3 separate regions of the Anser cygnoides genome follow, and regions 1 and 2 are each linked to region 3. Evidence: chromatin contacts called from public Hi-C data. All regions are on one chromosome and are shown on one strand. The core of a region is the stretch at or near the end of the contact, and the rest is flanking DNA. Distances in the headings are between cores, read along the strand shown.

The links. A called contact is a pair of places that touch in the nucleus more often than the background predicts.
Region 1: a Hi-C map of liver shows a contact between it and region 3, with 9 times the contacts expected there. The contact joins two enhancer-like sites. A contact is called at or near these places in 2 of 7 Hi-C or Micro-C datasets (both in liver).
Region 2: a Hi-C map of liver shows a contact between it and region 3, with 2.6 times the contacts expected there. The contact joins two enhancer-like sites. A contact is called at or near these places in 2 of 7 Hi-C or Micro-C datasets (both in liver).

Annotation. Positions count from the first base shown.
Region 1 is chr6:13,027,871-13,032,547 of Taihu_goose_T2T_genome, reverse strand. No RefSeq gene overlaps it. Among named protein-coding and RNA genes, the nearest start is that of NDUFA10, 53 kb to the left of the region's middle. Within about 2 kb of position 1,842, at least 2 of the 3 cell types and tissues checked have open chromatin away from gene starts, as enhancers often do. A contact at or near this core is called in liver, where this site is marked.
Region 2 is chr6:12,970,724-12,975,583 of Taihu_goose_T2T_genome, reverse strand. No RefSeq gene overlaps it. Among named protein-coding and RNA genes, the nearest start is that of HDAC4, 78 kb to the right of the region's middle. Within about 2 kb of position 1,898, at least 1 of the 3 cell types and tissues checked has open chromatin away from gene starts, as enhancers often do. A contact at or near this core is called in liver, where this site is marked.
Region 3 is chr6:12,824,740-12,829,209 of Taihu_goose_T2T_genome, reverse strand. All of the region lies in intron 2 of HDAC4 (histone deacetylase 4), which reads left to right. Among named protein-coding and RNA genes, the nearest start is that of HDAC4, 68 kb to the left of the region's middle. Within about 2 kb of position 2,744, at least 1 of the 3 cell types and tissues checked has open chromatin away from gene starts, as enhancers often do. A contact at or near this core is called in liver, where this site is marked.

The DNA of each region.
Region 1 (4,677 bases), core at 593-3,092, 200 kb before region 3:
AAATGCTAAGATAAAAGTAGGCATGACCCACCCAGCCCTGGCATGACTGGCCCCCAGGCTGTGCCCATTTGCTGGCCACTGCCACCATCCGTGGGTGTCTTGGGAGCCAAGGTTGATTTTTGTCCTCGCAGGTTCCGGTTTCTGCCTGCTTACAGGGGCGTACTGAGCATCTGCAGAAGGGAGGAAGGAGGCACTTGACAAACCCCCCTGCTGCTTTTCTCTTTGTTGGATGCGGGTGAAGCTCAGGGTCCGGTTCTCTCCTCAGTGCCCAAGACAGGGGTGTGAAGTCAGTCCTGGCTTTGGCTTCCTGCGAGCCCTGGCTGCCGCAGAGGTGGCGTTTGCTTACCCCAGAGCAGCCCCGGTCCCGATTGCAACACTCGGAGCAGTAGCTCTTCCACTCGTCTGTTTTCCTTTGAGGATTAACGCCGATATGTAGACATGTTTTTCATCTTCTGTTCAGAAGGAGCTGCCTGCTGCTGGGGTCATTGCAGGGAACCAGGAGAGAAGAGATCTCTGCAGATTATCAACACCTGTTAGGGCATTTTTTGGGGTGTCGGCTGAGGCCGTCTGCCTTACCCGTGGTAGGACGGGGTGGGAGTGAGGTGTGCAGATGGAGCCCACGTTAGCCGCCGTTTGGACTTGGGGCCTGTGTTGCGTGTGGTAGGACCGTGGCCAAAGCGTGACACGGCTTCCTCTTCGCTCCGGCCCCGATGCGCTCAGCCCGCTGCGTTGTGCAACGCTCCCCAGGAGGCCAGGTCCATCCTGCCAGCCCCAGCGGTGCTGCTGCAAGTCACAGAACCACACAGTATCCGAGTGGGAAGGCACCCACGAGGATCACAGAATCCGACTCCTGGGTCCCCCAAGGACCACCAAAAAAAAAAACCAACGTACCAGTATGCATCTTGGAGAGAGGTAGCTCCCGAATCCTGCGGGCAGCCACAAATCCTGCTGCCAGCCCCGTGGAGAGCCCCGTGCCACGCAGGCTGGTGGGGCTGGGGCTCCTCCTGCAAAACCTTCCAGCTCTGCCCGGCTGGCACAGCCGCACCATCCCCGCCCGGCTGCGCTCGTTGCACCCACGCCAGGTCCCTGCGGGGTGGCTTCCCCGTGGTGCCTGCGTGCACGCAGCACTTTGGCAAGGAGGCTCGTGTAGCTGGACACCGCATCCGCTCCCTCAAAGAGCTTAATGTTAAACATGCTCTGCTGGCAGGAGCGTTTACGAGCCATGGAGGCAGCGAGGGGAAAATGACTTTGATACCCAATAAAGCTTTTTCCTGCCTGTTCAGATCTGGGTTGCGATACCGCTGGGTCGCAAGGGGTCACCTCACGCCGGTGTGTCCTGGCACAGCTCTGAGCACACAACAACCCGTTCACCTCCTCCCTGTCCTCTTTGCTTTGTGCCTCCTGCACCGTTTTATGTGCAGGGGACGTCCTGACCAGTGACTACTAAACAAAGGTCTCGGCCGGCGCAGCGCAACTGGGTGAGCACCTCCACCTCGTGCAAAGCCTCCGGTGTACCCATGGTGCTGGTTTCCCGTCGGATGCACGGGGCTTTCCCAGCACACCCCATTAGGTGGCAATGCAGCCTGCTGCTCCGCGCGGCGCCTGGGGATGGAGGCAGCCAGCACGGGCCCGGGCCCGGGGGCTGCAGGCTGCAGGGGGCTCTGAGCACACTTCTGCTGTGCTGAGAACTCGGCTTCTGCTGCCCACGCCGTGAGCAAGCCTGGGATTTCCCATCCTCCCGGCTTTGAGGCGCCCCGTGGTGGCCTTTGGGTCAGCCCTGTCCCTTGCGTGGGGTGCAGGGCTGCTCTTGCAAGCGGGGGACTTCCCGGGCCAGCCAGCAGCGTTACTCCGGGGCCACACCGAGCAGCATCACCTCTGGGAGCGCCCGTGCGGTGGTGGCACGGGAATGCCGGGGTCTGAGACGGGCTGAGACCAGAGCGTGGGCTGGGGGCTGCAGGGGGTCCTCCCCAGGGAAAGCAGGAGGGACACCGGTGCTCCAAGCAGCCCGGCCACCGCCCCTGGGGCTGCAGCACCTGCTCTGCCTCCCCTTCTCCCAGGCTGTGTGGGTCGAGCACCCCATTGCCCCGCCGCCCCCGAGTCCAGCTGGGCGTTATCTGGCGATCAGAAAGCGCTCAGGTCTGGATCGCAAACACAGCAGCGTTTCGCCGCAGCCCGGCCAAGGGGAGCTAAGTAATATTAAAGCGTGATATTTCGTTGCCGTGTAATTAGCTTCAGCTGCTTTCGAGTTGAAGCAAATTACGCTCAAAGACCGTTTTTTGTACCGGGGAGAACTTTGAACTGCGTTAGCAGCCCCTTTGTAGCCTGGGAGGGAGCAGCCCAGGCGGAGCAGGGAGGCTGCTCCTGTCTGCGGCGGGAGCTCCGTGTGTGGTTTCAGACGAGATAGCGTGGCCCCAACCAGCCCCGTTCGGGTGCGCCCGCTGCGGTGCCCAGCCTCCCCTGCAAACAAAGACAGAGGTTGTTCACCCTGACTGTAATTAACCCTGAAAGGGAGAGCCCCGGGCGTGGGGAAACCACCGCGGCACCCCAGGAGAGCCTGCAGTCCCCCCACCGGTGCCTTCTCCACTCGGATGCATCCCAGGGTGCCCCCGAGATGTTCAGATGGTGGCTGGGAAAGCCTCGCCGCTCGACCTGCTGCGGCCGGAGGGGACATGCCCCGTGCCACATGTCCCCTGCGGGACGGGTGGTCCTGCGGTGGGCACCTCCTGCCCCTCGCACCGTGCAGCGCGTGGCACAGACCCGATAGCTCGTGGCTGAGCTGCTGCTGGGTTTGCAGGCAGAAGGTCTGCCTGGGCTGGTGGTGCCAAGCCCTGTGCAGGAGAACCCTCCCCGTCCTGGAGAAGCTGCTCTGGGAGAGCAGGAGGACTCCAGCAGCTCGTCTGCGATGCCTCAACTGGGGGCGGCTTAATTGTCTTTGATAAATTCATGAGATCATAAAAACAAATGAAGATGGGAAGCACTTGTGCGAAGCCCTGGTTGCCGGTGGGATGCAAGACAGATGCGTTTGGACCAGGCACGAGTGGATGGAGCCCAGCATCCAGGGGTGCTGCAGGGGCCCCGCGCTGGCCAAACAAACGCAGTCAGAAGACCCGCAGAGCAAACCTCCCGTCCTGCAGTGGCATCAGGGCTGTGACACAGACCCCGCCTTTGCTGTGTGACACTGGCACCATCCCTCTGACAGCCTCCTGGCTTGGTCCAGGGGGCCCAAATAGCCGAGGTGAGGGGCACGAGCACCCAAAAACATCCCGGGCGTGTGTGCAGTGTGGCTGCAGCCCAGCAGGGCGAGGAAGTGGTCAGGGCAGCGCCGTGTCCACGGGGGGTTTTGCTCGGCCCCATGGGGCTGGTGTCGGTGAGCATCCCGCCGGGACGCCGCAGAGCCAGGCACGTAACCTTCAGATCGGCCAAGTGTAGTAAGTTAATGATTAGATTTATCATAAAGCAATCTAATGAGGAGCAATATAGCCAAGCACTTCCCATTCAGTGACGCACATCCAAATCTTAATAGAAGCTGACAGCCTGACCCTGTTACCGTGCTCTGGCCAAATAAAATCAGCCTGATAGTTCCCTGGAGAAAGCAGACACGGCTTTAATATGTCTTCTCAAAACATTTATCTGACCGGCTTTAAAAAGAAGAAACCTGCAGTGATTCGGAGTTGGTTTACACGACCTCCCCTTGCCCCGGCTTTCCCAGCTCCTTGGCGGTGCCGCTCGGAAAGCAGCGTCCCCCTCCTGCCCCGTCCTGCCGAGGACCCAGGCCCTGTAGTACTGGCACCTGGTGGAGGTGTGAACATACCGTGAATATTAACAGGAATAATTGGAGGTATTTGGGGGCTTTGAGTATACAATTTTCTGCAGGTGACATTTTACTACCCGAGCTCTTGCAGGGCCGAGTCTCTGATCTAAACCTTTCGCTGTGCTGTCCCTCTGCAGTTTAAAAGGGAAACAGCATGTTTTTTACTCAGTTCCCAGTGCCAGCCTCTGTCCCTCTCACAGACTCTATTTTTATTAAAAATCTGAGTGTGTCTTAGGATCTCAGAAATCATTGCCTCTCAAGCAAAAACTCAAACCCTTTATATGCAGCAGGACTGGGCAAAGGTCTGGTCTTTCCAAGCCCAAGTTTTAGCCTGACCATCACCTTGTGTACACACCTTCACGTGTTTCCAGACCTCTTCCAGCACTGTTTTTGATATCTACTGCCCAACTGTTGTAGACGCAGGAACCGCAGTGGAAGGAAGCACCAAGCCAGGAGCCGGAGGTTCCCTCCGCAGGCCTGGCACCAGCTGCAGCCCCTTGCAGAGCCCAGCCTGGGGGCGAGGGAAATCTTCTAGGAGCAGCTTCAAGGCTTGAAGGCATCAGTCCTGGCTCCCATCCCTGCCATGGGAGTGCCACCACTGGTGCTAAAAATGTTTTTTTCTGACCCGTCCAGGGTAGCATCAGCTGGTACCCGAAACCTCAGGGGCAGCTGCAAGAAGTCCTGCGGCCCGTGTCCAGGATGCTCTTGGACAGTTTCCCCAAAAAAGATGTTCTCCCCTTGGGAAGTCTTCTCTGGCGTGGTGATTTACAGGCAAAAGAGCCAGATTGGTGCTTGTGTTCAGTTACTCAGCAGTCCCTCCCCATTTGCACTGAGTATATTTCATGGGACGAATAACAGAAATACCC
Region 2 (4,860 bases), core at 649-3,148, 150 kb before region 3:
TGCGTAGCTTGGCTCCGACTGCTGGAGACAGTCATTAAAGCCTCTCAGTTGGATGCACACAGCAAGGAATAGACCCCCACTTCTTCCCTCCCAGGGCCCAGGAAGCTTCCCAGCTCCCCTGACACCAAAGCCTCCCCTTCACGATGTTTCGGGATCTAGATCTAATGACCCCACGGTCCTAGTTGGGGCTGGGGTTAACCTGGGGGTCCTGCAATTCATCCTTGCAGCATGCCCAGCTCTCAGCCCCGCAGAGCAATCCAGCTCCTCTTTGTAGAGGTGGTGTGGCCGACCAGATGGCCAATGGCCAGCAGTGGTGGCCTGCTAGGGGACACTTGTCCTTAGCACCCCAGCACAACCCATGGGTAACAGAAAGCCCCTACAAAAGCCAGGAGCTCCACAGGAAGCCCATCTCTGCCCAAGCAGTGGGCCACATCCTGACTCAGACAGCTGCTGGATGTTGTTCCTCCGCTGGTTGGTGCCAAGGTGCCTTCAGAAAGTTCATCTTGAATACCGAGAAGCAAACGCCGTATGCATGCTGTGCTTTCCATGTGGACAACCCCTGGCATGCCCTGGGTTCAGAAGCCGCTTTGCACAACCAAGGAACCCTGTGCTGCTCTTTGAAGCCCGTGCACACAGAGGCAGTGGTTTGACTCCCTCCTCATCCTGCACCACGTCCGTGGGGTGTGCTCAACGAACACACTGCCTTGTGGTGTGCTCTGAGCCCTGCACCAGCAGAGACGGCTCATCCCCACCCAACGCAAAGTAACACACAATCCGTTTTGTTACTGGCAGCAGTGGGGGGAAAGAGAACCTCTAAAATCCATAAATCAGATGCCTCTCAAATTGTGTGGGATTAAGGAAAAGGTGTGGAATAGAAATAATTTCCTTGGGGGAAACTATATCATTTCATTTGCCCAGGAAAATAGTACACATTCATCATGTGTGTCTTCCAGAGACTTTAAAAAGAATTAAATGTGGGGTCGGATTAAATGAGAGGTCGGAGGATGCAATTATGAGCGTGGTTTCTCTGGGGGCAAAGTGGGAGGAAGAAATTCCCCTCCTGCCCCACGTCCCAGCATTTTGTACTTGCCCTAATGCTGAAGTTCACTGCCTCTGTTGTTGTGTTGTCCCCCCACCCTGCTCCCTAAAATGCACATGCAGAATGAAACACTGGAATAGGCCAGATACCAAAACCTGGCAAGGAGCAGCTTATTATTAGTTTTTAATCCAGATCCCACCCATTGTGGGATCCCATCCAGTGGAAGCAGAATGTCTCCATCTGGCTTTGCTGCCAAAGAACGTTTCCACGCCCCAAGCCCGGAGTCAGCCTGCAATTGGTGGTGTTTGGCAGTGGGTCCGTGGTGACAGCCCTGGAGAGGGGCAGGGGCTGAAGCCAGCATTCCCTGTGCTGAGGTTGGTTTGTTGTCACCCCCCTCGTGTCCTGGGCACACCATGGAGCCTGATGCTGGCCTGGGGACCATGCTGTGCCCCATCTACAGCTGGCTGGTGGGATCTCCATGCAGTGAGGTTGGCAGGACCTCCATGCAGCGTGGCTGGTGGGATGTCCATGGAGTGTGTTTAGCTGGACCTCTCTGCAGTGTGGTTGTTGGGACCAACATGAAGCATGGTCACAGGGCACACGGACAGCCCAGAGCCACCTCCCCATACTGCCACGCTGGAAAAAGTGGGACAAGGAAGGCAAGGTGAGGTGAAACACACTGAGAGCTTTTGACACGCTCCCATTAGCTGGCGGGCACAGGCTGTACGGTATTGCTGCAGACTCTGATCTCACCATGCTAATTTAAGACAGAAACTGCAACTTTATCTGCAAATATATGAAGCAATAATCAATAGCAGCCTTCTCCTGCCAGCCGTGGTCATGTCAGCACCCTGGCGTGCTCTCAGCTGCAAGCATTGAGACAGTAGCAGGGGGAGGTGGAGGTGGGGGAAAGAGGAGGCGTGCAGGCAGGAGGAAAGCAAGGACACGGTGGGGATGCAGGGCTGTTTCCCCTCACCTTGCCACACCACAAGGCACCGTCAGGTCGGGCACGGCTGCGGGGGCAGCTGGGGCAGGCAGCCAGCCATGGTAGGCATGGGGAGGAGATGGATGTGTGCCACCTCCCAGCCAGCGCGCACCCTGGCAGCTCATAAAAGCAGCAGGTCTTGGCAGCGTTTGCTCTGTTTTAACAAGGCCATCTGCTCCCAGTGACCAGCAGAGCAGCTCCTCTGGCAAAGCCTGGCCAGAGTCAAGATGGAATCCAGCAGGTTCGGCCTCGCGAGGCATCCTCCACGTGTCCCAGGACAGCAGTGGATGAAAACAGCTCGCCGCTCAAACAGCAGCTGTGACCCCCAGGCAGGTGTAGCCCCACTGCTGCCCACGTGTGCCTCCCTCCCTCGCCGCTGCCACCTGCACCTCCTCGGCATGCAGTGACTCCAGCTCTCCTTCATGCCTGCTCTGGCACTGACAACCTCAAAATGGTGTCATCTTCTTGGAAAGTCCAACCAATGGTTGGATGCTGCAATCAGTGCTAAACTGAGCTCCAGTTGTTCATTTAAGGTAATGCAATTACCAAAACCCAGGAGTTTTGTAAGGGTTGTTAGGACTTTCGCCTTCTGTTCAGGCCACGGTCTTTCCCGCAGCCTCCTCTGGAGGTGCAGATGGCATCTCGCATCAGGAGCAGAAGATGCAAGGCCAGTCTCATCCACTCTGGCAATTCCCTCATCTCTGAGCATCGTTCCCCCCTTCTACAAAACAAGCATGCTTAGCACTACATGATCTCGGCATCTGAGTCGCCTGACGGCTTTAGAAGGGAGTAAACATTCATCCTGCTGACACGGCAATAAAACCGGTGCATCTGGAAAAGAGGAGTCAGCAGCAGATGTGCCCCTGCAAACTGCTCGCCGTGATGAATGCTCTTCCCAGATACTGCTAATCCCTTTTCTCTTGCTCCTAGACCTCCTTAATTGTGCTCCCTGTGATTAAACAACTCTTTGAAGACATCTCTAGGAGTTATTTCTTCCACGCAGGAATGTCACCTGCCGGGTTCGTAGCCTTTGGCTCTGGGCATAAGGAGCTCGTTTTGCAAGGCAGCCGGGGACAGCGCCGTCCGGGTGCTCCCACGTCCCCAGTCTCCTCGGGGCAGAACCTCCACCAGCAGGTCAGGGCCACCAGAAGGCCAGGCAGGGACATTAGGCCGGGCAGGGATGTGAGGATGACGGATTTCCAGGGATGTGCTGCTCGTCCCTGCACCAGAAGCAGGCGTTTTGTGCAGGATGGGCGCTGGCACAGGGTGAGCTGTCCCAGCCTGCGCCCTCCCAACCGGGTGGAGGAGGAAAGTCCCCGTGGATGGAGGCAAGCGATCGCCTGAATATTCATGTATCGGCAGGCAAGCTACAGCAGGCCCTCGTTACAAACTGCTACCCAAACTGCTTACATCCATAAACGAGGGAAATAAATAAACAGATGCTTGTTAATTGACTTAATTACCCACCAGCAAACAGGAGACCGGGAGCACATCAATAAAAGTGTTTTAAAAAGCAACTCGTAGTAATTCTTTTCCATATGCAAACCACGCCGGTCTCTTCTGTCTACAATAGACTCCCCAAAGACGAGAAATGGATTTTCATTATGTGGGAAGGAGAGATCAAAGTCTGAAAATTAGGGTTGTAGCCCAAAATGAAGCCCAGGTTTGTGCCCTCTTCCCAAAACCCAGGCTCTTTGAATCCCTGGTTGGGCCATCATTTACCATACTGCCTTGCCAGGAGCTATTGCAAACAATCCTCCTTGATCAAGAGAAGTCCAGCAGCTGAAGTAGTCCTCCAACAAGGACCAAGTAGGCAGGCAAAAGAGTCAGGGCTGGGGAACTCTTAAAGATTTTTATTGATTTATTGATTTTTTTTTTTTCAGAATATGCTCAAGCGAAAGGGAAATGTGGAAGGACCTGTCCCCCACTGTAATGCAGCCATGTCCAACCTGAGTATAGGGATAACTCTGATGCGCTCCTGATGGGGCTGATGCTCACCGTGAATCCCCTGGAGTGCATAAACATGAAGCATCTCCCAAGCTGGAGGCTTGTGGCCAGACCCTTGATCTTATTCCTGGGGTGGATGCATGGGTCCTGTGCAGGTGACATGCTCCAGAGTCGCCCTGCTGAGCCTGGGAGCACGGATGTGCCCTGTAGCTCTGGGAGGACAGCCCTGTCCCCACCCTCCAGTTTCCTGCGGGTCCCTTCGTGGCAGCCCCTGAGCCCGTAGCCTCTCATGGGGGTTTTCTGCTGGAGCCCACCCAAATGAAGTATGAGCCATGGTGTGGTCCATTGACAAGGGCTGCAGAAGCGGTCATCTCCCATGACCTCTCCTGATCATGACACCACAAAAGAGAAAAATGAAAAAGGCCATGCCAGGCTTTGAAATGTGCAACAACCTGAGCTGTAAGCTGATTTCTTTCACTTTCTGGAAGCAATTTCCCTTGTATGGGCTCTGTGTTCAGCAGTGTATGTGCAACTGACTGCTGCAAACTGCTTGTTGCACGCAGAGCGAGCCTGCCAGCCAAGACAGGTACCTGCTCTTTTCCAGCCCCGTTCCCAGCGTGTTTGCTCCGCTCCTGGTCTGGCAGGGAGGCTGTGCAGAAAAACCAGCGTGGGTTCCCTCGAGACTGTTTGCAATCAGCCTCCAGTGCCGTTACCTGTATCACGCAGCCCAAGTGCTTAACGAGTGCCCTGGGGCAGGCAGGTTATGAAAGAAGCCCCATTAGCATGCCCCTGGCTGACGTCAATGTGACGCGGTGTAATCAGGGGAAAACGCAGAGCAGGATATGCAGAAACGCTGGGGAGAGCAGGCTTTTGGGTGCAACTGGAATAA
Region 3 (4,470 bases), core at 1,495-3,994:
GCCGTGCTATTCCTTCTGTTCTGTTAGAAACGTGCTGGATGAGGTGTTTGGGGTGTCTGTGGGAACCTTATCTTTCTTTTCTTGAGGTTTCTGAGTGAAAGCTTCCTGTTTTCATATGCTTAAAGAGAGCTGGAAGAAGGAACCTGCAGGTAGTTCCCAGGAGCAGAAATTCTCCTCTGATGCATGGGATTGTCAAATTCCAGTTGTTTAAGAGGTAAACGTGTGGCTTTCTTCAGGTTGGGCACAAGAAATGAGAATTTGACCATGACAAGCACCTTCTGAGCCCCACTGCAGCCCCTGTCCCGCCGGCTCCCCAGGGGCTGCTTGGTCTCCAGTGCTTCCACCGATACTTTGCCACCTCACCCTGCTTTTGCAGGCTAATAAAAACCAAAGAATATTGCCCAAACCCAAAGATTACTTGGTAATATGCCTAGACGGGTGCTTCCGTTAGCAGGGTATTTCCATGCTAAGAAGTTACTGAAGCTGTAAAGATCAACGGTCACCAGCTGCGGTGACTAAATTGTTTTTAAGCACCTTTTGAACTTTGATTTATGAACAACTGCATTTCGAAATTAGCAAATGGCTGCACTTAGGGCTAATGAGTGAGTAAAAGGGCAGCGTGTTACAAAAGGCTTTGAAGAGACCGAGACCGTTCCTGGACTTGGAGAAGGGAAGACTTACAAAAACAGCATAGTGCCGGGCTGTTTTTTTTTTTTTTTAAGGCTGCATGTGACCGGTTTAATGGTCTCTCTCCACATTTCGTATTGCAAGCTTTGAAACTTGAAATTGAAAGGGAGTGCAGGTCTTAATCCCGCAGCTGCTTTTAAAGAAGAGCATTTCTGACTCGGTGAGCAGGGGGCACTCAGCACCGATGCCCTCCCTCACCCCACAAGCAGAGCGGTGCGGCGGGAGGCGGGTGGATGGGGACCTCGGGACACTGGTGGGACTCAGGGCTGCCGGAGGGACATCCAGAGCAGGGGGAGAGGAGGTATATCCTAAAAGACGTTTTAGGTTTGCCTTTGTGATAGCGTGTGGCCCGACAGGTGGGGAAATGAAAGGCTGTGCTGAGGGATCAGCTGCCTCAGCGGCAGCCGAGCGCCAAGAGAAAGCTGCAGTCAGTCACATCGTGCTTAATTTTTGGCACCTTCTTCGTGCCTCTTCTTCTTTCCTAGCTGTGTCCTGAGCAAGCTGAAAAGGGAGGAGGGGAAGTGCTTTTTCCACCCTAAACTGAAGGAAAGCTTTTGGTTGTAGTTCAGTGGAAATTAAAGTTAAATCTTTCTATTAGCTTAAGTGGAAATTGTTAACTACTCCAGGCTGTTGTCATGCTGTAACCCAAGACTGCAGGCTGAAGTTCTTCAGGAGGTTTTCTTTCCTCTTTGCTGCTTTCCGAGTCCTTGGGTTGCTCCACAGTGCTTTTGCAGTGAAAAAACCTTCCTGTTCGGTTGTATTTTTTTTTTTATTTAAACTTTTTGTAAGTAGTACTCCTGGGCTCGAAACTGTCGATATTAAGTTAACGCAAAATCTATAGGCCAGTGCCACCTGCTTTACGACGCTTTACTGGGTGAAGTTAGATTTTATTAGATAACTACACGTGTTTCTGAAACCTTTTTACGTGTTGGCAGTGCAGCAGCTGAAGTGCTTTCAGAGCTGAGTCTTCGGTCCGGCTCTTTGATCTCCCCGTGGGTTATGCAGGCGGATACTGCTGGAGAGTGTACGTGTGTGCGCGATGTGAGCTTCTGCCTGGCTTTTGACTTCAGGTGAAGGGGTTTTTTAATTTTTGAAAAGTTCTTGAAAAGAGGCTTGGTCTTTTGGGAATCTGAAAGGGTTTGCAGTGAATTTGCTCTCATTCTGGCTTAACAGCAATTATTTCATTTTTGGTATTAGTTAATGACAGTGAAATCTTGCCCTGAGTCGTACTAGGAACTTGAGTTTTCCTTCTTAGTCTTATTTATTACTTTGAAACTTCAGGGAGAGCAACTCTTCCTTCAGTCCCTACCCATATCCACGTGCTTGACCCTGCCCCTTTCCTTTTTGTAGGCGTCATCTGCTGAGGAAACACTTGGTGACAGAAATGAAAACTGCTTTATTCTCTTCCATGCCACTCGTTGCTCTGGAAGCCCCATGTGTTTAGAAATTCACCTGCTGTGTTTTCCTAATTCCTTTTTCTGCTGTACATTTTTTCCAGGCAGGTCTCTGCATTCATGCTTGCAGTGGTCGCCTATGTCGTGCATCCTGCATTTTTTTTGGATCATCCCTTAGCCGTCGCATCCCACGTTATGCACGTTCAGGACGTGTTTTGTGATGGCCTCAGGTAGCGAGTGTCTGCGCGTGGAGTGGGGGCAGCTTGGCCAGGCCTCCTTAAAAGGGGAAATTCCTGAACTGCAGGTAAACAAGAGCCCCATTGATCCGCGTGTTTCCAAACTGCACGTTCAAAGTCCTTCTGTCTTTTTTGTAGAGCATCTACTTTCGAGGACAAATGCTAATTTTACATGGGTAGTAAAAACACAGTATTGTAAGGGATTGCTGGCATTTCTAATGATGTCCAAAGGAGTGAAAATAGACTTGTCTGAGGTGGCTTCGTTGTTTGTGCAGTGTGCATCGTCGAGCTGGTGTAACATGCTGCTGGTGCCATAGAGCAGGCTGCCCATGTGCCTCCAGAGCCATCGAAGGTCCACCAGAAGGAACCTTTCCGTAAAGCTCTTCCCCCAGCAAATGGAAAACAAAACCAATTTCCAGTATTTGCCCTCTTGTGCTGTGTGCTTGTGCATCTGAGCAAAGCTTAGAGGAAGGAACGAGTCCTGACAAAGCCACACGTGGAGGTTTTGGCTTTCGGGGACTGCTGCTCCGAGGAGCCCGTGTCACACGCACTTGTGCTTGTGCTTCTTTGCTTTGTCGTTTCCCTCCTAGCTCAGGTAAAGTGCTTCTATTCAGAAGTAAATAGTACTAGAGTAACCAGCCAGCTTTCCAGCATGGATAGCCTGGCGATGGCCTTGGAGTCTGGGAATAACATCGAAAATGATTGAACTATGTGCTTTTTTAGTCTGCTTTAATTATTAACATACCTTAATTGCAGGCATTCTCTCAAAGAGTGACAGCAGACGCCTCACTGTTCAGCTACAGTCCAACTTGTTAACTTTTCCTGCCTCACAGCTCTTCGCACGACTTAATTACCTGTTGTGTATGAGCCGTGAATGTAATCCGCGTGCCCACGGCAGCCAGCCGTGTGCTTTACAGCCTGAGTGCAAAGCGGAGTTTGCGCTGTCAAATTACACCTCACTCTTACATCTCTTACACTGCACAAAGTGTTGAATGAGCTTCATTTATGGGAGCTGCTTGGCGCGGTGGGCTTGGTACACGCTTTAGTTTCTTGGGCGTGGAGGTGCAAGCAGCTACAGAAGAGAAAACCGCAAGTTTTTCTGTCTTTAATTGATCCCGCGTTACTACTGAAGGATTTTAATTGCAGTAATTCAGCTCTTGACCTCGCTAAAGCTTTCACCCCTTCCAGGCTTCGGATCTTCTCCAGTGACTGCAGGTTTTAGCTGCAGACACCGAGTCCACGGTGAAGAAGCAGAAGCCAGACCAGTGAAATGGCTCTGAGCAGTGGCTGTGAAGCATTTCAGCTCAATCGCAGGGAACTCAGGAGAGGGAGGACTCAGTGAAGCTGTGTACTTGCTCTTAGGTGACTTTGTTTTTTTTTTAAAGCATTTAGCAAAAAGTGGGCATGTGTGTAGTGTTTCTAATACTCTTGTATTAATCTGGTAATTGTAATCTTGTAACTGTTGTCCTGCGTTTTGCGGGGATGGTGTTTTCCCAAGGCTTTGTGAAAACATCGGGAACTACGATTTCCAATGTAAATCACAGCATGAACTTTCTGCAGAAAACTTGGAGTCCTGTAACTTCTGGAAATCCCAGCCCCCCGAACTGAACAGTCTGCTTGGTACACAGCTGGTTTTTGGTGTGAGCCCAAGGCCCCCGTCTAAGAGTCAGCAACGTCGCTCCAGGTCACGTACATTGCAACGCGAGGTGCAGCTTCAGCCAGGAGGAAAACGAGAGGATGTTTTTGTGGGTGGTTTTTAATTCTTCCAAATACTACTTCTATGGGTTGAAGTCTGTAGCGGCCTAGACAGAGTGTGTGTTGTGTTTTGTTTGTTTTTTCCCCTTCCATCCCTCTGGACATCCCAAAATGGGTTTCCCTTGCTTATGGGCAGCATCTTGCATTCTCCTTGTTATTTCCAGACATCCCTCGCTGCACTGTTGTGTAGTTAACCAGCTGTGCAAGCTTGCCATGGTTTGTTTTCAGTGGGATTCCCATATGTAAAACGCTTCTGTTTGCTCCAGTTAGCCAGAGATGATCAAATATGGGCTTTGTGGTGGTAATTACAATCTGAGAATGAGTGAAATAGCTTTGCAGCCCGCAGATAATGTGTTTTTTTTCTGTGTACTGCAGTTTCTCGTTTCTTTGGAAGAGAA